Linked DNA regions of Sus scrofa: region 2 is linked to region 1. Evidence: chromatin contacts called from public HiChIP or PLAC-seq data. All regions are on one chromosome and are shown on one strand. The core of a region is the stretch at or near the end of the contact, and the rest is flanking DNA. Distances in the headings are between cores, read along the strand shown. Region 1 holds the start of LOC100517129 (nuclear body protein SP140-like protein). Region 2 holds the start of CAB39 (calcium-binding protein 39).

What was found. HiChIP or PLAC-seq counts read pairs in DNA pulled down with a chosen protein or histone mark.
Region 2: a contact with region 1 is called in an H3K27ac HiChIP or PLAC-seq map of alveolar macrophages. The contact joins the promoter of CAB39 here to the promoter of LOC100517129 in region 1. A contact is called at or near these places in 1 of 47 Hi-C or Micro-C datasets (liver) and 1 of 2 datasets of contacts at active chromatin or transcription factors (alveolar macrophages).

What each region holds. Positions count from the first base shown.
Region 1 is chr15:131,298,323-131,301,619 of Sscrofa11.1, forward strand. It overlaps LOC100517129 (nuclear body protein SP140-like protein), which reads left to right and starts at 1,601. Exons shown (of 20, transcript XM_021075666.1): 1 at 1,601-1,751. The coding sequence starts at 1,720.
Region 2 is chr15:131,490,924-131,494,467 of Sscrofa11.1, forward strand. It overlaps CAB39 (calcium-binding protein 39), which reads left to right and starts at 1,652. Exons shown (of 9, transcript XM_021075733.1): 1 at 1,652-2,030.

The sequences.
Region 1 (3,297 bases), core at 351-2,850:
GGTCTTTTTAGGGCCGCACCTGCGGCATATGGAGGTTCCCAGGCTAGGGGTTGAATCAGATTTGTAGCTCCAGGTCTACACCACAGCCACAGCAATGTTAGATCCGAGCCGCGTCTGTGACCTACACCACAGCTCAAGGCAACACGGGATCCTTAACCCACTGAGCAAGGCCAAGGATCAAACCTGCATCCTCGTGGATCCTAATCAGATTCGCTTCTGCTGAGCCACGACGGGAACATCCAGAGAAACTGCTTTCTCCACAGAGGGCTGGGGGCTACTTCAGAAACCACCACTGCTCTCACAGAGTGTGGTGTGTGCCCTGCTTTCTCTGACTCGCTGGAAACTTTCCTCCCTATGGCCAGGAGCAGCCCTGTGTGGGAATATCTGCCCTGTGGGTTTCCCACCCAGCCGCTGCTAGCTGGCCTCTGATTCCTTGGAGCCCCAAGCAGACAACAGAAAAGCTGGCACACTGGAGTTCCCATTGTGGCTCAGCAGTAATGAACCCGACTAGTATCCATGAGGACGTGCGTTCAATCCCTGGCCTCGCTCCGTGGGTTAAGGATCTGGCATTGCCATGAGCTGCAGTGAGTGTGCAGACTCGGCTCGGATCCTGCGTTGCTGTGGCTGTGGTGTAGGTCAGCAGCTGGAGCTCCAATTCGACTCCTAGCCTGGGAACCTCCATATGCCACGGGTGCGGCCCTAAAAAGCAGAAAAAAAGAAGGAAAAGAAAAGCAGGCACATTTATGTCAACACCCAGTATGGTGGTGGCCTGATCCACCTGCTGTACAGGGACCGAGAGAAGAGAGAGAGTGGACACTAGAAAAGGCAGGTGTGCTCTGTGCCAGGCTTGTCTGGATCCTGTGCCCCATGGAGTCAGGAGCAGAGGGCAGCCGTGCCCACCAGAACCTCAGCTTGCTAATCCTTCTACCCCCTGAGGGGAGGGAGGGAGAGAGGGCTCCACAGAGACCTTGTGCACTGGGTAGGATGGCCTCATCCGTCTTCTGGAATCTGTACCAACCAGGCTGATGCTCGCTCTTTGCGGGGAAAGAACAGGAGTGGAGAGAGGATAGAAAGCCTGCCCCACATTTTCAAGTGTAACTGGCTCAGACCCCTCCTCAAAGCTGGAGGAAGTCAAATTCAGGGGAGCATCACATGGAAACCATCGCTGCTTCATCAGACATCTGGACACTGGGACCTACCTCAGTTGGGTCCAAGCTCTCCCATGGGCTGGAGAGAAGATCCGAAGTGTCCATTTTCCCCCTGCCCCGGCCATCTTGGCAAGGGAAGGGGCAAAGAGGGACTTTGCCCTTGACCCCCATGCTCTGAAACCCCCTGAGAAGGCAGGAGCCTGAGGACGGCTGGGATCACACAGACGTTGGTTGTTGCTGTCTTTGCACAAACAGGTGGACTCCCGGGGCCCGGGTCTGCCCCTCCCCGAGTCCTCCTCCGGGGTCCTCCGGGGCCCTCCAGTCCCTGAGTGTCACTCCTTGTCTTCCATCCCTGGGGGTCACATGTCATAACGGCTAGAAGGATTGTGTAGCTGCGGGAGGAGGGAGGGAGGACGTCCACAGCTCACTGAGCTACTTTCACTTCCCTTTTCCCCACTTGGGCGGAGCCCTAGAGAGACTTCCTGTTCAGGGTTCAGGCCTAGGGCTGCCTCCCTGGACACTGGAGTGGTTGCAGGCCAAGCTCAGGCCCAGGCCGGGCTGAGGTGGAAAGATGGCTAGTGGAGGCCGTGAGCTCAGGACAAGGTCAGTCTTTCCCCTGTCCTTCCACCTGTCCCTCTGGCCGTGCGGCTGCTTCAGGGCTGTTCTTTGGACTCTGCACTAAACCTTTGCTTTGCACAGGATATACACACGGGATCACTCTGCCGTATAATAAGAAACAGGAATGTGTAACGAGGAAATCAGATTTTAAACGGCAGCAGGGAGCCTGCTGGTTGAGTCTTGTTGCTACAAGGCACATGACATTGTTTTGCAATTTCAGCCAGGAGGCCTGTCCAAAGGTGCTGATCTTTATGAGGCCTTGTGGCAAGGGATTATTTCCTTGTAAACCTAGATCACTCTCTCGTTTCTCTTAGATCAGTCCTACCTTCACATAGCTGAGGAAGTAGAAATTTAAAGGAAACCCCTGATTTATTTTCAAACCTTTGAGTGGTGCTTTTTCCCACCTGTCCTGTGGACGGGGACTCAGACAGTCCCCGGCACTGTTCCCACCTCTGGCTGGGGAAGGGGGGGGGGCTGGATTCTTCTTCCAACAATCCCTGGCAAAGAAAGTGAAAGGAAGAGAAATGCCCCAAACTGCCAAGGGCTAGCCCAGGATGAGTATTTTAATTTTCACAGAAACTATTTCAGTTCTGGAGTAGGTTATACCTCCACAAGGTAAAGAGTAGAAATCCCATCTCTTTCTCTAGTAGTGGGTCGGAAGTAACATTATTTAATATTTTAAAGGTCTGGATTTTGTTAATACAACAGAAATACATTATGCATTCTTGTTCATAAAGTTCCTAAGTATATAGAGGAGAAAATTCTTGTTCACCCCTCACCCCCTTGAAACTTCCAGTCCTGATCCTTTTCAATTCTTGGGTGTTATCTTCCAGATCTTTTTTCTACACATTTACATATGTAACTTATTTTTATAATTACATAAATTTTAGTCCTTTTTTAAAAATGGAATTATGTTTTAAATGCCATTTTTTTCATTTTCATGTACTTTAATAGTGAAAATCATAGCACCTTAATAAACATAGGATCCCCTGGTTCTTTTTAACAGCTGTATACTATTCCACAGAATGGGTACACCATAGTTTTTAAACTCTCCTCCCTCCCCACTCTATTGATAGACATTTAGAGCTTTTTCAATTGTTTGCCTTTACCAACAAGCTGTGATACCAACGGTTTTATATTTTCTTATGTTTTTGCACGTGTACAAGTGTTGGTCTTGTGTCAATAACCAAAAAAGTGGAATTGTTGAGGGAAAGGGTACTAATATTTCATTGTTTACAGCTGATGCCAAACTGCCTTTCTAAGTATCTGAGCCAGCATATTCTCCTACCAAGAGTTAGATGAGCCATCTCCCCACATCCAACCTTTGCAAAAGTGCTGGACAAAGAGTTCTATCTTGTTAATTTGACTCTCCAGGTGACATGGGAGGTTGAACAGTTTTTCGGGTTTATTGGCCTCTTCTATGAATTGCTGGTTTGTTTATTATCAACGTTAGTGAGTTGAGGTGACTGTCTTTACTGATAAGGGAGAATTTGGTAAACATTTTGAAATTTCTTTCTTTTTTTTTTTTTTT
Region 2 (3,544 bases), core at 402-2,901, 190 kb after region 1:
CAGCCACCCTGGCTCCTCTCAGGATCCTTTGCTGGTCCCTTGTCATCAACCTGACTTTTCAATGTTGGGGGCCCTGGCTCATCCTTGCCTTGTCTTTTATCAACACTCTCTCCCTAAATGATCTCATTGAGTCCTGAGATCTTACTTACTCTGAAGACTCCCCCAACTCTATCTCCAGCCCAGACCTCTCCCCCAAACCCCAGACTTCCACAGTGAGCTTCCTACTTGGGTGTCTAACAGGCAGCTTAAGCTTAATATGCCTCCAAGTGTATTTCTGAGCAACTCCTGTATCTGTTTCTGTATGAGTCTTCTTCATTTCACCAAATTTTTATCTTCCAGTTGCTTGAGAAAACAAACAAACCAAAAAACCCCTCAGAGACCAGCAACATCAGGTCAGCTCTACCTTTTAAATGTGTCTAGAACCTGACCACTTCTTTAGGCTTCCACTGCTTTCATCCTGGGTCTTGCCAGTCTTCTTATCACCAGATTATTTCAGAAGACTTCTAACTGATGTCCTGGCTGAAGCCCTCAGGCCGCTCAGGCTGGTCTTCACACCGCAATCAGAGTTATCCTTTTGAAATATTAGACCACATCCTTTCTCTGCTCAAACCCCTCCAAACAGCTCCCCATCTCATTCAGAGTAAAAGCCAAAGTCCTCACTTTAGCCTATAGGGTCTCCCCTCTTCCCTCATCTCCATCCACTCCCCTTTCCCAGGGGTCATGTTTTGCTGCAAGGTATCCCACCTGAGGGGCTTTGTCCTGGCTGTTCCCTCTGCCTTTCCATACACATATCTCACAGCAGGAGCGCTGTAAACAGCAATAGCCTGCACTCTCTCCCCTCCTTAGCCCAATTTCCATAACACTGAAAAGCATCTAATGTCATACATATGTCTGTTTATTTATTTATTGTCTCAGGAGCAGGGTCTCTTTTGTTCACTGCTCCACTATCTAGAAGAGTGCCTGGCACACAGCAGATACTCAAGAACACCTGTTCGATTGCAAATTAAAGAAACAAAAATGTACACGTGTGGCATGTTCATGTACCAGAGTCTGTTGTCAGAGCTTTGCAATGCATTGTCTCGTTCATCCTCATAAACTTATGGTACTGTATGTACTCTTATATTTGTGCATGTGTGTGTGTGTGTGTGAGAGAGAGAGAGAGAGTGGAAGAACATAGGAATGGAGTCAGGCAATAGCCTATGGTGACTGAATGGTGGAGTTGAGGTTTAAATCCAGGCTTTGAATCCTATTAAGAGTGATCATTCTATCACTTTCTACGCTCTCTTGGAGGATGTTAAAATGAGAGTGATCCGTCTCTGGCAAGTATGAAGGAATCAATCTGCACAACTTGGTCCCTGGCCTTTAGCCGAAACGAAGCTTTGTTAAGAGTTCAGGAAGTGGTCGCACAAAGTGGATTTAGGATCCCTCTGGCAAGAGCGCTGAGGCAGAGAAGCGGCTGGGCACCAACACTTCAGTGGCAGGTGAAAGGAGAGGAACTCTTCCCCTCTGCTTCCGCTTTCCCCCAGCCGCCTCCGCCTCAGGCCTCAGCGCGGACTCCTACGCCCGAGTCCGCCCAGCCGCCTGGGGGCGCCCGAGGCTGAAGGGGGCGTTGCGGCGCCGCCCGACGTCGCGCCCTCGGCGGCTGCGCAGTGCGCACGTCAAAGCCGGGCTCGGGCCGGGAGCGGGGAGCGGCGCGGCCTGGGAGAGACTGAGCCTCCGGGAGCCGGGCGAAAGCGAGGGTGAAGGCGGCGCGGGGCCCCGCAGCAGAGCCGTAGCCGCAGCCCAAGAGAGCGAGCGAGCGCAGCAGTGCGGCGGCCGCCGCGGGAGCCCCTGGGCCGCCGTCCGCCCGCGCAGCCGCCGCCGCCGCCGCGGGATCCTGTCGCTGGGAGCAGGAGCGGGCGGAAGACAACGGAGGGGCCGAGCGGCCGAGCCGCGCCGCGGGGACCGAGCGAGCAGCCCGAGGCGTCGGCGGCCGAGGACGGGGACGGCGACGACGCGGAGGCTGAGAGGGAGCCGCCCGGCCCAGCTCCGTGAGTGACCCCCGGCCCGACCCAGCTCGCGGCGTGGACGCCCGCCCGGCTTCCGCCTGCCCTGCCCGGCCCGTCACCGGCCCGGGGCTGCCTCCATTTTCTCGGGTGGTGGAGGCGGCCCCGGCCCGGTATCGGCGGGAGCGGCCCGGTCTGCCCTCTCCGCCCGGCCCGGGCCCCTCGCGGAGCCTACCCCCCTCGTCGTCCTCGCCGGCTCGGCGCCCAGGGGCCTGCAGCCGGGGCTGCGGGGCGCCACGCTCTCCTGCAAGCCCTCCGCAGTTCTTTGGCGGGGCTGGCGGCATGGGGGCGTTCGCGGCCGGAGCCCCGAGGGCAGGCGAGTGCGGGCCGGGCCAACTGTCACTCCCGCCGCGCAAGGGATCCGGCCACCTTGCTCCTGGCCCCTGGTAAACTTCCTGTTATCGGGAGGCAGATAGCATCTCTGTGGTCTGCATTTCGGGAAGATGCCTAACTGTTTTCTGGTTAGGAATTGTGCGGCCAGAGCGTTCCCGAGGTCGGTTGAACCAGCCTGCTCGCTGACTGCCTGCAGGCGCTCTGGTCGGTCCGCGCCGGAGGGATTCGAAGGTGAACCCCGGCTCGCGGTCCCCTCCCCCGAGGAGCTTACATTCTGGCGTGGGTGATAAGGCGAGTACACAAATGACTACGATACCAGGAAGGAGATGATAAGTCCTATGAAAGAACTACAAAATGCTAGAAGGGTACCCGGAGAAGACCGGCCCGATCGATCACTTCCGCCTAGCAGAAATCTGAAGGCTTCCTGGGCGAGGCTGTGCAAAGTGGGGTCTTGAAGGCCAGATGGGATTTGGGAGAGAGGAGGGTTGCAGAAGAGGAGCAGTGTGTTGGAGGAGCAGCAACGCTAGAGGACAAAGGTAAAAAGGCATAGTCGGAAATAGTAGATAATGCAGTTTGTCGTGGGGGGCAGTGGGGGGTAGGCCAAAGAGTTGGGGGGCAGATCCTTGAATGCCGTAGAGGAGCTATTTGAGTGGCATTCTAAGGGTAACTTAGAGCTCATTTCTCAGTGACTCATGGGCCCGGAAATGTAAGCTAGGAGATGTTAAAGGCGCTCTTATGAAAGAAAGGAGAGAAGGAGGCCCAGTACAGAACTGACGTTCTGTGCCTTGAACGTCATGCAGTTTGAGATCGATTTTGACAGCTTTCCGGATATTCAAATAAATCCACGTCCAGGCTAAGCAAAATACCTTTTGTGCAAAGCTTCATTCGATGTTAGGCTCTTAAGAAGTGAGGGAAAGATGTATATAAAATAAGCTCATCTGCACGTAAGGTGTTTCTCTTGGTGCTCTTCACTAAAATGCATCAGAACTTCCAGCGCTCTGTATTAGGTGTCTGCATTTTGGAATTACTGAGCTGAACATCACTTCTTTGAGTTGGCTTTTGGGTAAGGCCATCTACGTTGATGGTTTAAAAAATCAGACTGTCCAACTTTGTATCCCAGAAGATTAGTAACATAGAACTTTTTTTAGGTAAAAATTTCTTTATTA